Regions from separate parts of the Danio rerio genome. Here region 2 is linked to region 1. Evidence: chromatin contacts called from public Micro-C data. All regions are on one chromosome and are shown on one strand. The core of a region is the stretch at or near the end of the contact, and the rest is flanking DNA. Distances in the headings are between cores, read along the strand shown. Region 1 holds the start of drc12 (dynein regulatory complex subunit 12 homolog). Region 2 holds the start of rnf26 (ring finger protein 26).

Region 1 (3,140 bases), core at 172-2,671:
TCACACCGCCGGACTGAAGCTGTTTGAGATGTAAACTTCACTTAGTATGTTTTAATGCTGGAGTTTTAAGTATTTTAAATGCCACGTAGCCCCAAACTTAATCATACCATTTCAAAGGGTTTCAATTTCTAAATTTAAAGGCATTTATATAGTTTTTTGTATGAAAACCCAATTCATATTCTGAAAAAGATTATATATATGGGTCTGAAACATTATAAAATAACTACCTCCTAATAAGATACTATTACTAATTCTTACTTCTAATTTACTTTATTTTCTACTGATTTAAAAACCTAGTCAATTATTTAGCCAATGTCCTCATTTATTAATTTATTCTAATGATTTTTTCTTTTATAACATATTATAATCTAATTTATCAATTGATACTTTATGATTATACTTTTAATTTGGTATTATGTTTTATATATATATATATATATATATATATATATATATATATATATATATATATATATATATATATATATATATAAAACGAAGTTTAAAAAAATTGTAGAATAGAATCGGTTCTTAATGAGGCCTTGTTCTAAAGAGCCGATTCGCGTAAATGAATTGAACTTCCCATCATTACTTTTGCAACGGGAAGTTCGGCCTGACAAGACACGAGGGCTTCCCAGCAAAACCTGTAAAGGAACGGAAAAAAAAACGTGTTTCCTCACAATCACCTTCTCCATTTGAAAATAAATGCTGTATGGTAAAATTGTATCTCGTACTAAACAGACATATTAGGGTTAACGCCGCCTTTCTCCCTTTCTCCCCCTCCTATGCTCGTGTGACTGCTCTTCCTGTTCCGCCTGTAAAACCTCGCCCTCTTTCATGTCTCGCCTTGTCTCCGCCTACTTTCCTGCTCCTCATGCGAATGTACGAATCCTACTATGGTAAAAGGCGTGGCTTATTAATATTAATTAGATCACGAAATAGGAGCAGTAGGACGGTTACCAAGCAATGAAAGCATGGCGTAGTTAATATTCATGAGCTACGTAGTCGCCGTCTGTGGTCTAACGAGATGAATTATGCATTTTTGTTCAAACAGTCAATAAATTGTGAGATGAAGCGTTTTATTTTTGTTCACAGGGATGTTCATTTGCTCATCTCGTATCATTTCCGTTTATTAAAACGACACATTTCCATTCCAGAAGTAATATGAGGTTGTTTTTAAACAATTCAAGCGATTCAGAACTGCACAGGAAGACTTTATTGTCCATAAAACAACACACACAGCGCGGTTTAACGACTACACACACTCCAAGGCAACCAGCCTGTAACGTGGTGTAATGTGGTTACGTAGAACAACAGTAATCAGTATTCGGGACAGGCGATTGGCTAAGATCACTGACCACGCCTACGTGCTGCCAGGCGGTTTTGTGTACACAATACAATTAACTTTTCCCTCCGTCCGAAAGATGCAGGACTAGTAGGATTTTTACATCATGCCGCCAAAGAAGAAAGGAAAAGGAGGCAGCAAAAAAGAAAAGACTAAAAAAAGCACGCCAGAAAAGGGTGCTTTTGTTATACTATAACATTTTTATACACAAAATAGGAGTTGGTTTTTGACTTACATGTTTCTGTTTCCCACCCTCATATAGATGATGGACTTACAGAGAAGTACAGGAGAAGTGTCTTAGATGTGTCTGTTTTAAAGGAACACCTTGGTAAGGCAAATATAATTATTTATTGGACTGTTATTAATGTTACATTTGTTCTCTGCTTCATTACGTTATATTCAAATAAAACACTATAAAGACATAGTTCACCAAAAAAGAAAATTCTGTAATCAGTTACTCACCTTTGGTTGTTTCAGCCTTTTTTATTCTGTTAAATAAAAAAAAAAGTTATTTTGAAGAAAGCTACAAACCTGTAACCTCTGACTTATTTCTAATTCCTACTTTTGGGGGCCCTAAGCAATTCCAGGTATGGTGCCCAAGCACTGAAACTCAAAACATTTTCTTCTTTATAGATATATAATAAACTGCATGTTACAATATATTTTAAGTGAAACCATTATCTTCTAAATGTAAAAATGAAATACAAAAAATTCACAAATAAAAAAACAAGTTCACAAACTTATTTTGTACGGTTAGTTAGCCGTATATATGATTAGATTTTAATATTTGCATGTGCAGTACGTAAGTATTGTTCCACGATTCATAAGGCCCCTGGTTTTGAAAGGAAGTAATAACGTTAAAATCTTAACAGTTATATACAGATTTTACAACATATGATAGAACATTTATAAACTACCTATATGATTAATTTAGGCAATTTTTGGCATTTGTTGGGGCCCCCTAATTTCCCAGGGCTCTAAGTGGCTGCTTACCTTGCTTATTGGCTAAGTCTGCCCCTGATGACAGTGTTGGGGAAAGTTACTTTTGAAAGTAATGTATTACAATATTGAGTTACTCCCCCAAAAAGTAACTAGTTGCATTCTCTAGTTTTATGGTAAGTAATGCAATACATTACTTTTGTATTACTTTTGTTTTTCTTTTCATAACCTTTGCTAAGGCTTGAGGCTCTTTCAGAACTTTTAATTATTATTATTGTTTTAAGGGAAGCTGTGCTATTAACAATGCACTGTATAACTAACACAATCTCATTGCCATTTGTAACTTTTTGATTTAGAGGCTAATTCGTATGAATTCCTACGATATCCTTCGTACAATTTAATACGTTTTGCTTATCCCCCAATAACGATTGGGTTTAGGGGTTTGGTGCCTCGCCTACTTTTTAAAATAGTAAATTTTCATATGACTGAACTCTAAACTCTAACCCACTAAACTGATAAAACATACGTCTCCTCATGAGATCAGGCTGGTATAACCTTAATTTTCCTTAAAAAAAAAAACAAACTATTAAAAAATTTATTTTAAATAAATAAAAAAAATTCCTTAATAGAAAAGGTTATCTATTATCTGAGAACTTCCTGACCCCAGAGCTATGCCGTATTTACAGATTACTGAAAGTTTAAAGAAATCGTTTGCTACTTTTTGTACTTTTTATCTTATCAGTCATGTAAAATCATTGTCCATTGAAACAATCCCCTCTCCTTTTCTTTGATGCATTCAGAATAATGAAAACATTCTCTCAGTGAGTGCCTGATTCAACCTGACATCTAAACGTAG
Region 2 (3,440 bases), core at 930-3,429, 150 kb before region 1:
TACAAGAATTCTTACAGTAAACTCCAACGTTAGTATCATAGCATACAAAACCCTCTCAATAAAGCACAATTAACCTCCAATTTTTAATACAAAGCTTACATTCATATGATATTTCTGCTTCATGAGAAAAATAGTGTTGCTTTTATAAGCTGATGAAAAAAGTGACAATGAATATAAAAACATAAAAAAGCACACAATCCTCACCATCACAATTTATAAAAGCTTTGAGATTCAAATCTATTTACAAGCATCAGTAGTGGAATGGACACATTTCTGCAATAGTCCTGCTCGGAAGAAGAGGGAAAAAAACAAAAACACCTGAGGATGACAAACACATCCGTAAACGTTTGGCCTCAGAGATACACATCCATGGTCTGAAGGATCATGTGGCGGCACAGAGGGCAGTTCTGTTGGTACATTGGCTGGCGCAGAAGAATGTTGGTGCACTCTCTGCACAAACACAAGTGACGGCACGGCAAGAGCACAACAGTTTTAGTGCTGTCCTGACAAATCACACACTTTTTCCTCTCCTCTTGCTCCTGCAGGAGATTGAGAAGGTTGTCTGTTGGCGGGCCTCTGCAGCTGTCCTCAGATGGAAACTTTCGGAGTGGTCTGTGAGCGCTGGAACTGGGAAGTGGAATGTCAGGCTGGGGGGCGTCTTCGGGAACATCTTCCACCTCCTGGTTTGGTACATTTAGCTCAACTTGTGGCTCAATATTGGGCTCAGCTTGACCAATATCTCTTTCTGCAGCTACTAAGAGGCCAATCCGGCTGCGATGCCATGCTAATCGCTGCCAAACATTCCTCTCCAGCACATAGAGTCGCTGTAGAACCATTTGGAGTCGGCGTAAAATAGGTACAGTGTTAACATAGGTGATCATGCGCAGAGATACTTGTCGTGGAAGCGCAGGGTTCAGATACACAGTCGCACCGGTGATGATCACCAACGTGAGAAGCAGCCCGTAGGAATTGAGCAAAAATATGCTCACAAAAATGTGACACGCTGATCCCAAAAACTCCATCGCTAGTCTGCATGGTGTCCACAACAGGATGGAGGTGCCAACGAGACTGCTGTAAAGAAAGGTCAGCACGGTTAACGCCAGCTCTAGAGCTTTCTGCAGAGGACATGACACCGCTTCCACAGTGCTCACCAACAGCGAGTATAAGTTCTGAGTGCCTATGAGGAGCAGGTTGACTATGGTGTTGATAAAATACAGCAGCAGGCTGAATAAAATCCCAAAGCCTTCCCAAGCCTGTCGAAGCAAACCGTGTCCGGACAGCAGGCCACGGTGAAGGAGCTCTTTGGTGCGTAGCAGTAGATGTGAAGACAGGTATCCGATGATCTTGAAGCTCTCCAACACACCTCCAAGCAGCTGAGTCCAGCCTCCGACCATGTTATGGGTCACGACGGTCACTCCGTCCCTCATGGTGATGATGCACAGCAGAGTGAGGTTCCAGCACTCAAACACCGAGTTTGTGAGGAGCATGGGCAGACTATTGATGAAGGAGAGCACTGAAACCAACAGCTGAATCAATGAGCTGACGATCACGAAGTTTAGATCCAGAAGGAGGCAAATGACATCTACACATTTTCCCACTGTACTAAACACAATGTTCAGCACACCCATAATAAGCATGTCCGCTCGTAAAATGCCACTTCAGTTCGCTGAGATGAACTGTATATCATCTGTCGTGTTGTTCGTGGTGTCAAACGACAGTTCAGTTTAGTGGCTACACAATCACGCAGCTTTGATAACGTTAGCCGAGTTAGCTCGCGTGCTAACTCTTTCGTATCATAACCTGCCGTCTTGGAAGATTCAAAACAAAGACATTCCGGTCGTACTATAACCGAGGATTAGTTAGAAATCCCATATCATCTGTTTTGGACAGGTACAGTCTTCATAAACACGGTTAGCATCATGAAGTTGCTGCTAACACATGGACGATGCTGCTCGGCGGATGTTTACGTTTGAAAATCGAAACAGCGTCGTGCTGGCTTGTTGTATAAATCTGTACACCCCGAGAACGAGTCCATTGTGTACATTGTGTAATTCAGTTACCCGGTTTGTTTTGTGAAGCTCCGAGGCGACGACAAGCTCAGATGTTTCTTTCTTTCTGTTATTAATCGAGATAATCGAAAGCTTCTCGGTTTGTCTGGGTCCTGTTGTTTCCGCTTTGCAAAAAAACATACATGAAGGGGATCAACTAGGCGCTCGGGCTGCGCAGACACACGGCTGCACTTAGCCAAAGACAATACATAGGGACTTTGACTTAGTGCACTTTGGACACGATCTGATTACACAAACAATAGTTTTTCCTGGAGAATTTGAAGGCTGAAAACAATAATCATTTGTCACTGACAGTCAAACAAAAACATCTTTGCAAGTTTCAATGTATTTTCTGTTGATTAAATCACTGCTTTATTTGTTGGTTAGTTTTTGGTTTCAGGGGTTTGGCGTTTGTTTAAGATGGAGATATTCCACAATATAAACCTCACTAGGCATTTTAGGCGTTTGACGCATGGAAAATAGCTTTTCGTTGCATAATTGTTGATGTAGCCTAAATAATGACTTTAAGACAAGAGGAATGAGCGTAGACATTTTCAAAATGACTTTGGTCTTAATGTGGACTGAAAAAAAATCTTTAATTCATATAGAGAAAACAATGGTATAAGTTCCTATGGATAGAGCAATATTCGATTAAAAAGGTAATATGCGAAAATAATAATAGAATATTTTAAATGGAAATGTATTTCTCTTAGTATATTTATACTAGATTAAAAAATAAAATAAAAAAATTCTGTAGCAGCATAAGCAATGCATTTAAGCGTAAAGTAGATGTTTTCCACTGTCAATCATTTCACTTTTTTACATAACATCGAAAGTTAAAAATACACAATGTAAAAAATAAAGTAAACAAAATCAATAATAACAATAATGATAAAATAAGAATGTAAACAATTTAAATAACAAAATTTACACAATTCAGGGAGGGTCAAATATACACCTAATTGGCAAACTTTGTATTAAATAATAGTGCTGCACGATATTGGAATAATCTAACATAGCGATATATTGTTATTTTGCAATATATATTGCAATATCAGTACATTTCCACCAGATGACTTGGAAAAAAATTATTTGGGATGGTTCCGCAGTGGAAGTGCATCTGCATTAAATCTAATAAAAAATCTATAAATTTAATAAAGAAATATATTAAATTAAAATAAACAGTGTTTTATCGTTTTCCAAGTCTAACAATAGTCACATACAGTAATTGAATAATAAAAATTAAAATAAGTTAAAAAAGTTACAAACGGTAAAATTTCTTATGCCTGGGTGCTTTTAAAATCGTTATAGAGTCACAGCACTCAAAAACACATGCAAATGACATTTTCTAATACAAACTTAACATTGCACATCCTGCGATGTGACTATTAC

What was found. A called contact is a pair of places that touch in the nucleus more often than the background predicts.
Region 2: a Micro-C map of caudal fin shows a contact between it and region 1, with 4 times the contacts expected there. The contact joins the promoter of rnf26 here to the promoter of drc12 in region 1. A contact is called at or near these places in 3 of 18 Hi-C or Micro-C datasets (caudal fin, hematopoietic stem cells and an unstated tissue).

The regions. Positions count from the first base shown.
Region 1 is chr15:25,671,467-25,674,606 of GRCz12tu, reverse strand. It overlaps drc12 (dynein regulatory complex subunit 12 homolog), which reads left to right and starts at 1,421. Exons shown (of 6, transcript NM_001111210.1): 1 at 1,421-1,521; 2 at 1,608-1,673. The coding sequence starts at 1,452.
Region 2 is chr15:25,821,999-25,825,438 of GRCz12tu, reverse strand. rnf26 (ring finger protein 26) reads right to left here and starts at 2,179. Exons shown (of 1, transcript XM_005157594.5): 1 at 1-2,179. The coding sequence starts at 1,637. The coding sequence ends at 354.